Regions from separate parts of the Sus scrofa genome. Here regions 2 and 3 are each linked to region 1. The links are chromatin contacts, called in public Hi-C and HiChIP or PLAC-seq maps. All regions are on one chromosome and are shown on one strand. Each heading gives the region's core, a stretch centred on a gene start, on an enhancer-like site or on the middle of the called end of the contact. The rest is flanking DNA. Distances are from core to core; before and after follow the strand shown. Region 1 holds the start of TGIF2 (homeobox protein TGIF2). Region 2 holds the start of NDRG3 (protein NDRG3). Region 3 holds the start of DSN1 (DSN1 homolog, MIS12 kinetochore complex component).

Region 1 (3,577 bases), core at 784-3,283:
TGCCACTCCTCAGAGTGCACCAACAGCTGGCTGCTTTCTGAGATTAGGTTTCCGAGGTTTAGCTGTCCAGGGTAGTTGGGATCTGGGCTCAGGCAGGATGCAGCCCTGGCAGGCTGTGAGAAGTTTACTCAAGGTTATCTGTGCAAATTCCACCCTGGCTGCCAGTCAAGTCCCAGTCTGCAGGGTTCCAGTGGATGGCCCCTGGAGATGACCCCTCAGTCTACACAGACCTCTCCACCAGTGTCCTGCACCCCAGCCATGATATTCACCGACAAATACAGCCGAAAGTTTACAAATCCCAATTCAGGAGGCTCCCCACATACACACCCCACACTCACATCCAGCCTCACACTTAAAGCAGACAACTCTCTAACAGCACTCAGATAACTGGTACCAACCCCTCGCTTGGCCTCTGGAACCCCCAGGACTTTCACCAATAGATGCACCAGATACAGTTTACAAGTCCCACATCTAAAAGGAACAACTTTTCCTTTGTGGAATTGGTACCATACAACCAATTCCTGGATATCCGTCCACCCAATAACTCCAACCCACCCACAATCTCTCAGACTGACAAAACTCCAGACGACATCACACCAGTGATCAGTTTTTAACCCTAACTGGCCAGCCACAGCACCGACCTGCAGCCACTCCGGCACGAACTTTCTGACAACTCCCCCAGCTCCGTCGACACTCCCCCGGGCCAAGCACTCACGCTGCATTCCCAGCAGTTCACACAAAGCGCGCAGCCTCCCCCGCGGCCCAGACCCGACCTGGAGCACATGGCTCCCTGGGCGGCCGAGAATCGGCCTGCGCTCGGGGCGCCAGCACACCTCAGTCCCCCACCCCGCATCCGTCTCGGAGCTTCAGTTGCCCCGCGGGCCAGAAATCCCTCTGGGGCGGGGGCTCTGGAAGAAAGAAAACTCACGTGTCTGTCCCGGGGCAGGAAAAAGTTTGGTTCCCACCCCCTTCCCCCGCCACACGGCGCTGGCTGACTCTTCGGGGCGCGGGGCCGGCCGAGCCTGCGCGCTCGGCTTTGTGCTCCGAACTCGGCCCGGAGGGGGAGGGGAGGGGGCTGGGCTCCCACCTCCGCACCGCCCCCCCCAACCCTGCGCCCAGACTCCATGTTGGCCGCCCCCTGCCCCGGAGACTGCGCGTTTCCCCCGCGGGAGGCTCGGCACACGCTTCGCCTGTCCGAGGGTCCCGGCACGCATAAACTTTCTTCGGGTAGCCGGCCCCACGCGCCCCGTTTCCTTGGCCCGCCTGGGAGTGACAGATGCCTCAGAAACAGACTTTCCTTTGTTCCAAAGGAAAGGGGAACTCGAGCGGGCTCCCGCCCCCCCCACCAGCTCCGGGACCTTCCCGCTGCCCCCACCCGCAGCTGTCACTCTCGGGGGCCCCTCCCCGGCTCAGCCGCGGCGGGGGGTTGGGGGGGACTGCCGGCGGTTAGCAACGTGCACTTTTGAAACCAAACAAACCCGCCCCCCCCGTGCGTTCACCCCGGCCCGGGGCCGGGGCGGCCCTCTCCCCGGGTAGGATCCTAGGGAGCTGGGTCCCCCAAAAGGGCCCCGAGCCAACTTCCTCCAGGGGGGTGGGACAACCCCTCAACGGGCCCCGCCAACACACCGCAGTCGGGACTCACAAACACACCAGAGCTCACACACCCACAACCGCACGCGCTAGGACGACGCCCCCTCCCCCGCTCGGCCGAGAAAAAAAACTTTCCAAGTTGACCGCGCGCCCCCCGCCCCCATCTGCCCCCGCTCCTGCGCCCCGCACTGACTTTTCCCAGCGGCTTTTCCGTCCACGCGGCCTGGGGCTGGGTCCCGGGCGTCCCGGCAGAGGGCGGGGGGCGCCGGGGGAGCGCGCCGCGTACCTGCCGGGCCTGACACTCGGCCTGACAGCTCGCGGCTGGAAAGCACCTCGCGCCCTGACGTCAGATCCCCTCTCCTCCCCTCCGCGCTCTCCTCGCCCTCCCCCACCCGCCGGGAGCGAGAAAACAAACTTTGTGCGGAGCGCGGTGAGCTACGCCCACCCCCCGAGGGGCGGGCCAGCGGCAGCGAGGGGCTTTGCCCCGCCCACCGCACCCGGAGGGGGCGGGGCCGGGAGGGCACCTTCTTCCTGCGCCCACCCCCACCCTCAGGAATGCCACATGGCCTTCGTAGAGGAGTGGTGGGAACGTAGATCGGGATAGTCCGCTTGGGGGCAGGAAGTGGCCCGTTCCTCCTTTCGGAGAGCATTTCCGGAGCGCCTACTGTGTGCTCCATTCTGGGGGTGAGGGCCGTTACGGAGAGGAGAATTAATGCAAATCTTGATGTTTGTTAGTCCGCTCCCTTCATCAGGACCTCCCGCCGGCGGTTTGATTTTTCCCATTGCACGGAAAGGAAACTGAGGCCCCGTTAGTCCAGGGATTTAATCCCAGCTGGTAAGAAACGGGGTTTGAATGCGACGCCTGTTCTGCCCCTAGGGGCTCATAGAGTCGGGTAGAAAGGTTTCTTGAGCATTACCCCAAAGCATGTAGCCCCAGGGTCTATCACGCAAGGCAGCCAGAGCTGAAAACAGCCAATGTTTAAGGAGTGTTAATACGCAGTGACCATTAAGCGAGGCACTGCGTGTGTATCACCCTCAGATGATGGGGTAGGTGCTGTTACATGTCCTGTAAGTCCTCGGTTTGCTCATAAGCTGCTCTTGACTTTGCTCCTTGTCTCACAGTCAACCAGAGTTATTCAGCCCAGGTGGGTACCACAGTGGAGGCCAAGTCCTTATCTGATTGAGCCGGCCCTTGAAGGAGGCAGACCACCTGTCAAGGAGCCCTCGGGGCTCCTGGCTGCTTTCTTTTCTTTCTTTCTTTCTTTCTTTCTTTTTTTTTTTTGCTTTTTAGATGGTGTCTTTCTTCTTTGCCCACAACACCTAACTCCAGGACAGTTCTCTTGGTCTTCTCCAGCCCTGCTAGCACTCTCTTCCCTGCTCTTTGCTCTCTGTTCCGCATACTGTGAAATACCTGTTGACCAACCTATTGGCCTTCCTAGAAGACTTTGTGCCCTGCAGAGCGAAGCACAGAATCAGCCTAAAAATCGGCAAGGCCTTTTCTGGGCCTCTGGTTCCTCATCTAACCCCAGATATTTAGGGCCGTTGAGCTTGGAAATCAGCAGCTTTGCAATAAATGGCTTTTGGTCTTAACTGTGCTTAAACTATGGATAACTCTGAAAACAAAAATTTAGTTGGCTCCCCAGGCCCTAAGCCAATCAGAATGCTGATGATGATTGTTAAGGTGCACCTGGACTCCCCATTGAGGGCAGACCAATCTGCAAATGCTTAGAACTTCGTCGGCCACACTACTCTCCTTACAGCAATCCCAGAGGGTCAGTGCCGCTGCATTGCACTCTCCATTTCACAGATGGGGAAACTGAGGCCCAGAGTGGAGACCCCAAACAATTTCTTGGGAAAGTGATGCTCTGTCTATAGCCTTCTGAGAGAAAGAGGAAGGCTTGAGGAGTCTCAGGTAAGAAAGGTAAAACTTCAGGGCCCTGATCACTAGAATCACAGAGCATGTGTGGGATAGGGGACTTAGTGGGGG
Region 2 (3,724 bases), core at 992-3,491, 150 kb before region 1:
GGAACTCACAGAAGGTCTAGGAGGCTGAAGCCTTTCCCCTATAAACAAGAAATGGGGACATCGAAAGGCTTTTGTAGCAGGAGGGCCTCACAGGGTCCTGCTGGGTTTCAGGTGCTATTGGGCATCTTCTTCCAGAAGAGCCCAGTTTCATCCCTTCTCTTCAATCAACTTCCTCAACTCTGCTGGAAACCTGGCAGCAGCTTCTTCATCAGCAGACACAGCCTCTCTGTTATTTTTATATTTTTCAGTCCAAACTATCCCTGAGTCCATGTAACCATCCTTACTTGTAGAATATGGCTTGGTGTTACTCACTTCAGGGGATCCCTTGCTGAAGTCTTCCTATAGGTCTGAAACTGAGAGGATTTGGCAGGGTCCTCCCTGGTACAAAAGCCCCTCCATGTCCCCCCTTTTTCTTGTTTGTAGAAACAAGCTTTAGCCTCCTAGGCTTCTCCTGAGTCCCAAAGAGCAGATTCAAGCAGTTGCTAATTAGGGAAGTGAGGGAATGCTGAAGAAAAGGAAAAGCAATCATGAAACAATAGTTCAGGAGTTCATACTGTGGTGCAGTGAGATATCTCTGCAGCACCAGGATGCAGGTTCAATACCTGGCCCAGCACAGTGGGTTAAAGGATCAGGCATTGCTGCAGGTGTGGCATAGGTTGCAACTGCAGCTGGGATCTGATCCCTGGCCCTGGAATTCCATAAACCATGGGAGAGCCAAAATAGAAAATACATAAATAAATAAAGAAGTAGAAAAGAAAAGAAACAACAGTTTAGTGATAAAACAGAGTCCCAGTTCCTTCTCAAGGGCTACACATAACAATCTGACACCTGTCTTAGAGTTGTTATGCAGAAACAAAGACACCCCACCCCCACCCTGTGGCAGAAGTGACTACGTGCTGACCGCAAGTATGTAGACCCCAGACTGGTTGGAACCAGAGGGTTGATGATTAAGTTTCCTGAAACACCACTTTGTTACCTGACCACCAACCAGTCAGAAGAAAGTTGGGACCTCACTCCAAACATTGCCTTTAAAAATCTGTTCCCTGAAAGCCACTGGGGCCTTTTGAATACAATCTGACTTTCTTGCTCCATCCTGCAAGAAATCTTTCTCTGCTCCAAATTCTGGTCTATTACTTTGTTTGGCCTCACTGTGAGTGAGAAACATGGACTTGGATTTGACAACAGGCTCAGTGCTTTCTGGTGCAACATGTTGTCATTCATAGTATGTATTTTGTTCATGTCCTCCACCCACAAACTTAATGCCTTTTCGGTCTTTTTTTTTTTTTTTTTCCTGCATCTGCAGCATGTGGAAGTTCCAGGGACCAGGGATCATCAAACCTGAGCGAAAGCAGAGACCTGAGCCAGTACAGTGACAACACTGGGTCCTTAACTGTCTGGGCCTCCAGGGGAACTCTCTGCCTTTTCACTCTTAACCAAAAACTTTTTTTTTTTTTTTTTTTTGTCTTCTTTCCTTTTTCTAGGGCTGCTCCCGTGGCAAATGAAGTTTCCCAGGCTAGGGGTCTAATCGGAGCTGCAGCCACCAGCCTACACCAGAGCCACAGCAACACCAGATCCAGCGGCATCTGCAGCCTACACCACAGCTCACAGCAATGCTGGATCCTTAACCCATGAGCAAGGCCAGGGATCGAACCTGCAACCTCATGGTTCCTAGTCAGATTTGTTAACCACAGAGCCACGACGGGAACTCCAACCAAGCATTTTTATGTGCATCATGGCTCTAACTATTGCAGTTTGCACACATTTTTTTCCCTTATTTACAATTTCGCGATTAGAAAACTCATGGCAGATCTTAGTAACCTCATCAAACAATTTCCTTTCCTAATTGATAACTTTGACCTTTTTATTTAAAGGAAGACCTTTATGGCTTCGCTTTGGCTTATCCAAAACCAACAATTCTACTTTTGCACTTTGGGGTCCTTATAAAGTAAAATAAGGATTAGCTGAACACAAACACTGCAGTAACCAATTGATTTAATAACAGAGGCGGCCACTAAGTGATTAAGGAGCAGGTGCCATATATAAGGAACGTGTATTATGCTGAACCAAGAGATCATTTACTTGCTCAGGTGGGAGGGAGCTGAGATTTCATCACATTTCTCAGAACAGCACAGTATTTTAAAACTTACGAACTACTAGTTTACTTTCCATGCAATACTTTCAGATCGAAGTTGGCCAGGAGGAATTGAAACCACGAACAAGAACGGCAATTATTCTACCTTGAAGATGGCGCCAGCTCAGGCACCATCTTCGTAGTTCCCCGGGCGGGCATAATGCTCATGCGCCGCCAGGCCCACTCAGTGCGCCTGCGCGCCGCGGAGCTTTTCCCCCGCCCAACTCGCGCCGCCGGGGCTGCTGAGCTGACGGCGGCTGCCGGAGCCTCAGGTGAGTGAACGCCTCAGCCCGGCTGGCGCGGGGGGAGGGGGTCAAGCCGTGCTACCGCGGGGTCGTTGCTTCCCTTGCCTTCTCTTTCCCAATCTCATCTTCCCAGAGCGGCCGGGCACCAGTCAGCGCTGCCAGCCTCCTCCGGGTGCTAGGGCTCCCTCCGCCCTCCTCGCCTGAGGGCTCCGGGGCAATCTGGCCTCTCTCGGTCGCTCTCCACCTGGGCGGTGGGGGCCCGCGGCAAACCCGCCGTCTACAGCGTGCAGGCGGCAGCGGCCGCACCTCTCGGTGCCCAGGACCTCAGTTTCAGGGACCCGCCGCAGACGCGACCCCTTTTCCTGCAGGCGGTGGAGCTCGGTGGGCCTCGGGGTCGGGCATTCGTCTACCCCGTCCGCCCGGGAGCCGGGGGGCTTGGAAGATGGGCCGTGAACTACCCTTGCATCCGGGGTGTGGGGGGGTTGTTGGAGGGTCTTGGTGCCCTAAAGAATACCCTCTGGCTGGACCCCCGCGACTACCATGCGAGGGAGGGGCTTCTTAGCCCCACTTTAGAGATGAGGAAACTGAGGCACAGAGAGGTGAGGTGCCCTGCCCAAGGTCACGCGCCAGACGAGAGGCTGGAATGGCTCTTGAACTCAGGGTCTGGGGCTCTCAGGCCAGCGCGGTTGGAATTGGATCTTGTACCTTTAAAACAATTTGAAATACACCTGCATCTCTGGAGTTGCTTCTTCAACGTCATAAAAGTAGGCTGCAAAAACAGTATTTTCTTGTGGTTAGAGTACAATTGAGTTGTTAGTGTAATAATAGTAATAGCGATATTATTAATAACTCACGTTCATCCAGCGCTTGCTGTGTGCCAGGGACCTTGCTAAACATTTTAAGATTATCTCAGTACCTTAGCGCTTCGCCATCTGATGCGTCCTTCTTTTTATGCAGCCTTTTTTCTGCAGAGCTAGTCTTCCTGTCACAGGTAGACTAGGAGCTTCATGGCTTAGGAGGCAAGAAAGCTCTCTCACGGTGGCTTACTGGCAGAACAGGGGTAAGCCTTGTCTGTCTGCATCCAGATTTTGTCCCCGGAGGATATTATTGGCTTTGCTTTTCTGGCTGCCGGGAGACCAACACTGGGATAGCTGGGATGGTTGAATTTGGAGGTGACAGAGCAAATCTAGTGAGCACTCCCCTTATCCTGGGGCTTTCTGGCTTTGTTCCAATGCTAGGCTTGAACATCTCATTTAAAATAAAGTAAAAAGGGAAAGAGAGCATTGACAAAGTAGTGCTGGATAAAAGAAGCCTCACTGATTTAAAGTCCCAAAGGGACAGCTATAAA
Region 3 (3,882 bases), core at 563-3,062, 180 kb before region 1:
AGCCTCACAACATGGCAGTTGACTTCCCTCAGAGTAAGTGACATGCAAGAAAGCAGGGTAGAAGTTACAATGTCTTTTATGACTAAGTCTTGAAAATCACACACTATCATTTCTGCAATATCTTGTTGGTTGTACAGATTAGCCCTATTCTTTGTGGGAGAGAACTATATATGGGCATAAACACCAGGAAGTGAGGGTCGTTAGGGGCCATCTTGGAAGCCAGTTACCCCATGAAAATTATACAAATCTCTTTTTTGAGATTCTAACAACAGCCATGCCTGTCCTAGGTAATGAGGATAACAATATATGGGCCTGAGGAATCATGAAAGGCTGCAGAGGGACATGTGAACTGATATCTATCCTTGAGCTGTTGACCAGATGAAGGAGATAGTTGTGTGTTGTAGGCAGAAGACTGAGAGGAGATGCTCCAGGGAGAGGGAACAGCATGTGTGAAAGCAGAGCAGAACTGGAGAGCTGAAAGAAGTCACTGACACAGGGAGTAATGAAACAGGCTAGGTCAGGTCACACAGTGCCTTAGGAGGGAAGGAATGCCCACATCCTATGGACAGTAGAGAGCCATGGAAGAAATGAAAGCAGTCAAAGTACATAAAGAATGTATTGGATCTGGATTCCATGAAGCAAGATACTCACCTTGGTCCCAGGACAGCCAGTTCTGGCTGGGTTCTGTTCTTGGGACATGGACAAGGGAGTAGTTAAAAGGGGTAGGGTGGACATAGAAGGAACTCGGTCCCAGAAAGAGATATTCAGAGAGCAAAGAGCAAATCTCTGCTTTCAGATGGCTGTTGAGAGCTAATATACTGGAACCACAGGATGGAAATTTCAGGAAGGCAAATTTCTGCCTACCACCAGGAAACTTTTCCAAGGACCACAGCTGCTGTGGAAAGATGACCACAGTCACATTCCAGCTGCTGCTCACCAACCCTTCTTTTAGATTTTGTGGACTGCTTGTAATTCAACACTTGGAGGTCTCAGGTCTGAAAGGACTGCACATGTAAGGGGTCATTCTGATGGCATCATGGTGAGATCTGGAAGCCCTCAAGCCAGCAAGGGATAGTGGACCAGGCCCACACGGGGCTCCTGGGAGCACAGAAAGGGCATCTACTTTTCAGCCTAGGGCCTCAGAGAAGGCTCTGAGATGAATCCTCCGCTGAGGCTTAAAACTGGAGAAATTCGCCAGGAACAAGCAGAGAAGGGCTTCCCAGGCAGAGAGTGAACAGCTTGAGCAAAGGAGCAGAAACAACAGGGGTGGAGAGAAGAGTGGCAAGCAGTTTGGGGAGGGGGTGACCTGCAATGAGGCTGCAAAGGAGAATTCCTGAACTTTGCCAAGTACTGAAGGGGCCGCAAAAGGAGAAAATGTGCTAGAGCGGGACTGGAAGAAGTGCTCCCAGTCTGCCCTGAGAGGGTCACGGTCCACATTTTTTAGAGTTAAGAAAATAAAAGGAAGGGGGATCATGGGTTCATCATTGCCCATCCGCTAAAGCACTGTAAGTACCTCTCTGGGCCTCTGTCTTCCCCTCTTAGAAAGACTCTGGGCACATCCTGCGCAAAGGACCCGACCCTATGACGTAACCTAGTTAGTGACTCCCTGGGCGTGGCGGAGCTGAGAAGGTGGGGACTGTGGCCGGCCAACTCTGGGCGGGGAAAGACTTCAACAAAGGGGGCGGAGCTCGTAAAAGGCTTGCACTCCAGTTTGCGCATGCACTTTGAGGGAAAGCTAGCGTTGTGCGCCTGCGCCTGCGCGTGCGCGAGTCAGGGAAGCCGCCAGCGGCGCATGCGTCCTTGGCCGGCGGGAGTTTTACTAGGGGCAGGGTTGGCGCCGGCGGGTATTTAGGGCCGCGGACCCAGACTGGAAAGTAGTAGCGTACTTGCGCGGGCCGTCCGGAAGTAACTCGGCATCGCGGAGAGATACCTGAGGCCTTGTGTTTCGAGAACGGAGACTCAGTGCTGGACAGGCGTCGCTTTGAGGTCAGGAAGTAGTAGAACTCTCCCTGGACGCGGTCCGGCCCACTATCGCAGTAGCCTCTTAGGGGTTGGACCCCTCTCGGCCCAGACGCGATCCCACCAGTCGCCAGCGCCCGACAGCAGGACTGTGGGGGCGGGAGGGAGCATTGCCATCTCCCGGCGAGATGAAGCCTGAGGGGGGGCAGCTCCTCATTCGGTGCCTGTTTGCAGAGCCCACGGTCTAGACTCTAGAACAGTGGTTGAGGGTTAGGGGTGGGTCACAATTTGGTTCGAATTTCGCCCCTGCTCTAGGCTGGCTGCATAACAATTTGGAGCCAGACTTTTGACCCTCTGCACCTCAGTTTCTCTATCTGCAACGTGGAATTAATGATGGTTCTTAGCAAGCAGTGGGAAGGACTAAATGGGATAATGAGGCAAAGCCCTAGCATATAGTAAGCCCTTAACAAGTCACTGTTGTTGGTTTCATCTAGTGATACAGTCGAAATTGTGGTGATTTAGATCTTTGACCCACCCCTTGTCCTGTGTTGTGTCTCCACATACATTCATTTCTCTTTTCTAAGCACCCCACCACCACCCCCAACATGCAGATTTCTGCTGGGGAAAGGGGGAAGCATGGAAGATGCACAGAGATGCCTCAGTCATGTCCCTGCCCTCTTCCAGTGAGTCAGTTGTCTGTGACAGGCACTAGAAATAGTCTGGCTGGGGAGACAGACATAAACAGACTGTACAGCCAGTGCTAGGGAGACCTAGGGGTGGAGCAACCGACTGTACCAAAGAGAAGTGGTGTGAAAGTTCACACCTGAGCTAGATTGAGAGGGATGAGTAAGTCTGACAGGCAGTGAATGCAAAGATTCCACAGTGGTGTGTGAAATGGGACGGCAGGAGAAAACAGGAATGGTTGGTTGGGACTGGCTTCTGGAAGGTGTTGAGTTCACTGGAAGAATCTCTGCTGCTGTCTAAAGAATGAATTGGAGAGGAGCACTGTTGCATGTATGAAAACTAGTGGAGAGGCTGTTAGACTCCTGTGGGGAGGAGGTGATAGAAATTATGGGACCTGAACTAAATTGATAACTGGTGACGGAGAAAAATTTTACAGGCCTTTGGATCTGGAGAATTAATGCTGATGTGTTTTTTTTCATGTTTTGATGACTGTGTAGATCCTACTGCCATCAACTGAATTAATGGAATTAGGGTCTCGTTAAAAACAAAATAATTGGGAGATAAGATGGAGCATGTGTTAAGGGAGTTATGAGTATTTCTAGATAAATTCTGTAGAAATTCAGAACAGGAGGTGATGAGTCCTGCAGATACTCTCTGGAGGAGGAGGGTGAGGTGGGATTGAGCTAGGTCTCATCAGGCAGGTAGAATTTTGTGGAGCAGAGAGGGGGGCAAATCAAAGAGACTGGAAAACACAAGGCCTGTTTTGGGATAGAAAAGTCTTAGCAAGGCTGGGACTGAAATGAGCACAGATCATCTCATTTTCCCATATTCAGGGTTCTTCACCCAGGATGACTTCTGGATCAGAGATTGTAGAAGGTGAGTATTGTGGTGAAATTCTGCTCTTCTTGCCTTGGGTTTAGGTTCCTGAGCTCTACCTGCTTTCCTGACTCCTGGTGGATTTGAAATTACCTGTTCTCATATTTGCAGAGATGCTTCCTCAATATTTCCATGATCTGGGGCATATGTTTTCTTTTTCCACTTTTTGCACAGATACCTAGTTGTGATGGGTTTGATTCTGTGTTTTGGCTTTTTTATAATAAGTGCTAGAAGAGGAACCAGTGACGTCTAAGACTCATGATCATCAACTGGAATCAGATCCTAACACTGTGGAAGCCTGTAGTAAACCGCCTGCCTCCCTGGAGATGACCGAAGGCGTTTCGGAGGAACAAATTCACCTTG

What was found. A called contact is a pair of places that touch in the nucleus more often than the background predicts. HiChIP or PLAC-seq counts read pairs in DNA pulled down with a chosen protein or histone mark.
Region 2: a Hi-C map of heart right ventricle shows a contact between it and region 1, with 2.7 times the contacts expected there. The contact joins the promoter of NDRG3 here to the promoter of TGIF2 in region 1. A contact is called at or near these places in 2 of 47 Hi-C or Micro-C datasets (embryonic fibroblasts and heart right ventricle) and 1 of 2 datasets of contacts at active chromatin or transcription factors (alveolar macrophages).
Region 3: an H3K27ac HiChIP or PLAC-seq map of alveolar macrophages shows a contact between it and region 1. The contact joins the promoter of DSN1 here to the promoter of TGIF2 in region 1. A contact is called at or near these places in 1 of 5 promoter capture datasets (fetal liver) and 1 of 2 datasets of contacts at active chromatin or transcription factors (alveolar macrophages).

The regions. Positions count from the first base shown.
Region 1 is chr17:39,839,105-39,842,681 of Sscrofa11.1, reverse strand. TGIF2 (homeobox protein TGIF2) reads right to left here and starts at 2,033. Exons shown (of 3, transcript XM_021077897.1): 1 at 1,784-2,033. LOC110257438 (a long non-coding RNA gene) reads left to right here and starts at 2,124. Exons shown (of 4, transcript XR_002340023.1): 1 at 2,124-2,425.
Region 2 is chr17:39,986,271-39,989,994 of Sscrofa11.1, reverse strand. NDRG3 (protein NDRG3) reads left to right here and starts at 2,241. Exons shown (of 16, transcript XM_021077356.1): 1 at 2,241-2,403.
Region 3 is chr17:40,015,286-40,019,167 of Sscrofa11.1, reverse strand. DSN1 (DSN1 homolog, MIS12 kinetochore complex component) reads left to right here and starts at 1,812. Exons shown (of 11, transcript NM_001243366.1): 1 at 1,812-1,986; 2 at 3,477-3,519; 3 at 3,745-3,882. The coding sequence starts at 3,492.